2 separate regions of the Mus musculus genome follow, and region 1 is linked to region 2. The links are chromatin contacts, called in public promoter capture Hi-C maps. All regions are on one chromosome and are shown on one strand. The core of a region is the stretch at or near the end of the contact, and the rest is flanking DNA. Distances in the headings are between cores, read along the strand shown. Region 1 holds the start of Pram1 (PML-RAR alpha-regulated adaptor molecule 1). Region 2 holds the start of Cyp4f40 (cytochrome P450, family 4, subfamily f, polypeptide 40).

Evidence for each region. Promoter capture Hi-C pulls out the DNA fragments that hold promoters and counts their contacts.
Region 1: a promoter capture Hi-C map of 3T3-L1-derived adipocytes shows a contact between it and region 2, with 4 times the contacts expected there. The contact joins the promoter of Pram1 here to the promoter of Cyp4f40 in region 2. A contact is called at or near these places in 6 of 39 promoter capture datasets (the 3T3-L1 cell line, 3T3-L1-derived adipocytes, frontonasal cranial neural crest and 2 more).

The regions. Positions count from the first base shown.
Region 1 is chr17:33,636,635-33,639,463 of GRCm38.p6, forward strand. It overlaps Pram1 (PML-RAR alpha-regulated adaptor molecule 1), which reads left to right and starts at 1,422. Exons shown (of 10, transcript NM_001002842.2): 1 at 1,422-1,543. The coding sequence starts at 1,541.
Region 2 is chr17:32,657,548-32,660,247 of GRCm38.p6, forward strand. It overlaps Cyp4f40 (cytochrome P450, family 4, subfamily f, polypeptide 40), which reads left to right and starts at 1,339. Exons shown (of 13, transcript NM_001368735.1): 1 at 1,339-1,552; 2 at 1,938-2,136. The coding sequence starts at 1,939.

The DNA.
Region 1 (2,829 bases), core at 172-2,671, 980 kb after region 2:
GCCTCGAACTCGAAATCCGCCTGCCTCTGCCTCCCAAGTGCTGGAATTAAAGGCGTGCGCCACCACTGCCCGGCTTCATTGTATTTTTACAAGGCACTGCAACAATAGCCTTAAACTACCAGACTTTCCAATCCTCCTGCTTTTAACTCCCAAGTGCTGTTTTATGAGATTCTAGAAATCAGATTTAAGGCTTTGTACATGCTATATAAGTACACTACCAACAGAGCTACAAACTTTGGATTTAGTTTATGTTATCTTCCTTCACAGGGTCTCAACTTTCCAGCCGGGGGATGGTCATGCACTTAATATCCTCTTCTCCCACATGCGAGGATTACGGATGTGTGCCACTATACCTGGGTAGAACATGTACTTTTTTGGTTACGTTTCTGAGTCAGGGTCTCATTATGTAGTGCTGGCTGGCCTGAAATTCACTATGTAGATTAGGCTAACCTTGGAAATGTAGTGAACTTCCTGCTTCTGCTGGGATTACAAGTATGCACCACTACGCCAGTTGCTTAGAGCATGTACTTTGTGACTCCAGGGACATAGACACATGTACACTCATCTATACACCAGAACCATCCTGCTAGGGTGTAAGTAGTCCTCCTCCTTGGACCACATCCCAGACTGGTGACATCAGAATCTCTGGAAGATATTTTTTTAACAGCTCAAAGAATTCTATTCTGTTCCCAAACTGAGAATCATACCTCTGAACCCTGCTGAGTGTTCTTTGTTCCTGTGGACTGAATCACGTGTCAGGGCTCTCCTTTCCTATATCTACCTTTGTCCCACTTTGGGCTTCATTTTCCTGCAATCCAGTTTTCTTGTTTCTCCTCTCTCTGCTTCCTTTAACCACTGTGAACTTGAGAGGTCCTAAAACCCCATACCTTCACAGCAACAGTGATGTCCCTTCAGCCCAGGACTTAGACATCTTTTAATGCCACCCACCCATAAGTCTGCTTATCCCAGTTGATGATGCTTTGGGTGCATAGCCCTGGCTGATGGGGCATTTGTCACCTTAACAGGGAAGTCCTGTTGAGAGTACAAATGGTGAAACAAGGTAGATGAAGCAATACAGGAGGACAGATATGTCCTCACCATTGCAACAGCCATATCCTAGGTCTACCTCTTTAGAGACGTCTTAAGACCCAGAGAAAGCCATAAAATCCCCACTAAGGTGCTGTGACTGTCCTGAGTTTGTCCTAAGCTTGCCTCTTCAGAGACAAAGCTTGTCAGGACCCCAAAGTGTTAAAACTAAGGGGGACAATAGGGAATCAAGAGGCTAGTAGGAGCTAGGAAACTTGTGCTTTATAGATGTGCTTAGGTCTAATGACCTGACTTTGGGGACAGTAGTGGACAGGCAGGAACTCAAGGAGGGGACAGAAAGGCTATCTCCGCCTCCTTCCTCCTCTGCCCTCCCCAGCCCAACAGCTCCGACTTGGTGTGTCAGCCCGTGGAGCAGAAACCACACTTAACTTCCTCAAGGCAGAAGCCTAAGCTCAGAGCTCATTCACCCTGTGGTTCATCATCCCCTGAAGCCATGGTGAGTCCTCAAGCCCCCATTGGAAGTTCATTCAGGTAACAAGGGTCCCAAGTAGAAACTGGGGAACTGGTAAATATGCCCTCATGGGTAACCTAGCAGAACAGAGCTAGAACAGTCTTGGGGATGAGATGGCACAGGAAAAGATAAGAAACAACCAAGGCATAATAGCTTGAGCTCTTGTGGACCAGCTTTGTATCTGTGACTGCAAGGCAGTGTGGTGCTGGTTGGGTCTGCCTGGAATGATATACCCTCAATCCAGGTCAGCAGCTGGGATATAAGCAGAGGTTTCCTGTGAAGTGATTAAATGGGTCACGCACCTGCTACACCAGTCCCCATCTCCAGTCCGTTACCCAAGCTGTGCTCTGCTAAACCCTTCCTTATCTACCCTTGTGGTCATCAACTCACTTAGACTGGGGCTTCAACAAAGAAATGTCTGACCCCAGGCAAGAATTGCTTCCTTCCCAGAGATCCTTCTGAGTCCATCTCTAGATAGATTTACAAGGTTCTGTCCTCTCTGTCCTCCAATCTTTTTTACCCTTGGTGAAGATAGGCTGGGGATATCTACCAGCACCTATGGCAAAGAGCAGGTCAGACTTGAGAGCACCAGAAATGTTCTAAACATATCATATAGTGCCTGTACATTTGGGGAGCCTCCCTTCTGGTCCTCATGAGACATGTCAGGGACTATGACACCTAATACCCACATCTTAGATAGATGTATGTAGAGCTTGTTAACTTAGTTAGAATGGCTAGCCAACAAGCCCTAGAGGGCCTCCTGGCCTAAGCTCTCCAGAGCTAACTAGGATGACAGGTACTGCTCCTGACTTTGTTATGTATGAGTACTGAAGCTAGAACTCAGGCTTGCATGACAAGTACTTTACCTACTGAGAAATCTCTCTAGTCCCCCCAACTAAATTTTAACAATTTATAGTCAAAATGGGTATGGTGGTATACACCTGTAATGCCAGCACTCAGATGGCTGAAGCAGTAGAACTGTTGAATCCCAGCCTGGGCTACATAGTGAGAAACTGACTTAAAATAAACAAAAAACAAAAAAAGGAAAGGAAAGGAAAAAGGAAAAAGGGAAAAGGGAAAGGGAAAGGAAAGAAAAAGAGAGGGGGGCGAGGAGAGGAAGAGAGAAGAGGAGAGGAGAGAAGAGAGAAGAGAAAAAGAAAAGCAAGCAAGCAAGCTAAACTAATGGTGGCACACACCTGTAATCTCAGCACATGGGAGGCAGAGGCAGAAGGTTATCCTCAACTATAAAGCAAGTTTGAGGCCAGCCCAGG
Region 2 (2,700 bases), core at 89-2,588:
GCCTAAGAAGCATGCTCAGTACTGTGTCTCCAAGAGCCCCATCTTCCATCAAGCTGAGCCCCAACGATCATGGTGCACACCTCCCTCAGCAAGCAGCTTTTGACTCCTGTCTCCTCTTCCCATTCCAGTTCTTCACAGTGCTGCTGTTGTTTCTTGGGATTGCCTTCCAAAGAGATGCATGGCAGTTGAGAGTTGAGTCTTAGGGTCACCTCCAAAAGAAGAGTTTGACCTCTGGGGAACACAAAATAAAACACATGTCAGCAAGCTCCAGCATCCTCACCTCTTCATGGCCACGTTGTTGAGGAGTGTGAGGCCCAGATGGTCAGCTCAGTTGCTCAAGGTCATAGGACTGGTGAATGGCAGAGCCTCACTTTGTCTGGGGCTCTCTGATGCCAAGCCTGAGCTTTCATTAAAGGCTGCTGAGGGTTAGGGGATGCACAAGGGATGGTTGAAGTTAGCATATTCCTGATGTGTAGCAAAGGAACTAAGACTCTTACCTCTGCCTGGTTATGTCTTCATTCTTTCACAAAAGTAATGGAAAGCACAGTCTAAGTGCTGGCCACAGCTGGTCAAATAGGAAAGGCATGGTCTGCATGTGCATCTTCATACTAAAGTACATTGATGTCTCACAAGCAGACATGTGGTCTTTTACTAGGCACCAAGGTTGATGATATACAGCTTTTTAAAAAATGTATAATAACCAATGTACAGAATAGTAAACATTATTTTAAATGCTGTCCATTTTTCACAGAAGAACAAGAAGGGCCCTGACCTGTTCTGCCTGGATCCCATCTGCTGCTAGCCCATCTTAGCCTTGCTCTCACATACCTTCCCTCCTCACTCCATATCCTAGCCCAGCCCAGCCCAGCCCAGCCCAGCCCAGCCCAGCCCAGCCCAGCCCAGCCCAGCCCTAGCTGTGTTCTTCTAGCTGGGCTATTGATCCCTGGAATCTGACCTGGGAAATCACTTGTTGAACAGCTTCTTAAAGAAACATGTCTACTAAGACCCGGTGTTGCATGGAGGTAGGGTTTGACTGCTGCCTGACTGCAGCTAGACAGAAATTCAAGAGTCTCCCAGTTCTGCACCAAGAAATCCTACAGGCCTTCCACCCATACAAACTTGCATAGAAGCTCTAGAGAAATTTAGGGATATGCCTGGCCTTGGTCTCCTGGAACCTGAAGTCCCAAGTTAATGATTTTTAAAAACACAATATATCTTGTCTTTGGAAGGGCAGGAGGGGCAATAAAGGTGGGGTTCAATGTCGCCTTTGGCCATACCAGTCTTATCTCCTCCCTCATGTGGGAGGAGTTAAGTCCTGAGGATCTCTTTTCCATGCTCAGTGTGACCCTGACTTGGTTTCACTGTGCAGCTGGCTTACTAAACCTCCTTTCTTGGCCTCATGCCCAGGCCAGGAGGAAACTGTCAGATCTGGGAAGGTTTGGCTGGCACACATGAGCCCAGCCTTCCATTGCTTCCTTTAGGCACTTATCCAAAGAGGCCCCAGAAGAAAGAGATTGAGGTGCTGCAGAAGAATCGCCACTCCTGAGAGAAGGTGCCAAGCTAGGGAAAGTGGAGCTCCAGGGTACTATCCTGGTTTGAGAGAGCCCTGATCATGTCTGGTGTGGTGTTGGGGAGCCAGAAGCAGGATGATCACAGTGATCAAGCTTGTCCTGGAGACACTGTGGTTTCTGGGTAACAACTCCAGGAAAGCTTGGTCTCATGCATGCAGTTTGGGACACTCTTCATATTCTTATTTCTGTCATCTGCCTCTTGTTCTGCTCTTTATACCTCATCTCACTGCCTCTCTCCTACATTGGGTTTCCACTACCACCTGATTTGACATCGGGGTCCATAGTCCCCACGCTGTCCGTTGTTACAGGGTGCCCTTGTCAATTCCCTGAGGTTCAGGAACTCACATTCTACCATCTATCTCATAGGATGCGATATCTGGACTTATCCTGGCTAGGACTGGGGCCCATGTCAGCCTCACCGTGGCTACTCTTTTTCTTGGTTGGGATTTCCTGGTTCTTGGCCCGGTTCCTCACGCAGCTATACACTTTGTATGCAAAGTGTCAACGTCTCTGTGGTTTCCCTCAGCCACCCAAGAAGAATTGGTTTTGGGGTCACCTGGGCATGGTGAGTATGTTAACAGGATGAGTCTGGATTATGAGGGTGCAGGGACCTCCCAGTGGTCAAGGAGTTTGTTAGAAGGATGTCCCGGGATGTGGGTATGAGGTATATGGACAGAAAGTCGGGGATTAGGTGGGCTAGGGGCTGGGGTGCGAGGGTGCAGAGATCCTCATGGATATGGGAATTGAGGATAGAATGGGTTAGGGTCTTTGGGTGCTACATTTCAAACTCTTTTCAGATTTCTGTTTTTCTATTCCCAGTCTACTCTGGGTTGATTTCTAGCCTCTTTTGCTGTTTCTGGTACACACTGAAGGGCTCCCAGAATGGGCTTCATAGATCCAAGACCCCTCACATTCATTCTGCTGCTTAGGCCTCCTGAAGGGTTCTGGTTTAGAGTCAGCTTCCTGTCTGGTCCATTTCTTTCTGCTAGTCTATCTTTGGGTTTCTGCTTTATTCCAGAAGGGATTTTTATGCCCTTCTCATACACCTCCAGCACACCTGTGCCCCTGGCGAGTTCTTTTCTGACTCCTTGCTTCACTTTCCTGAATCATATCTTGCTTAGACTGCTCT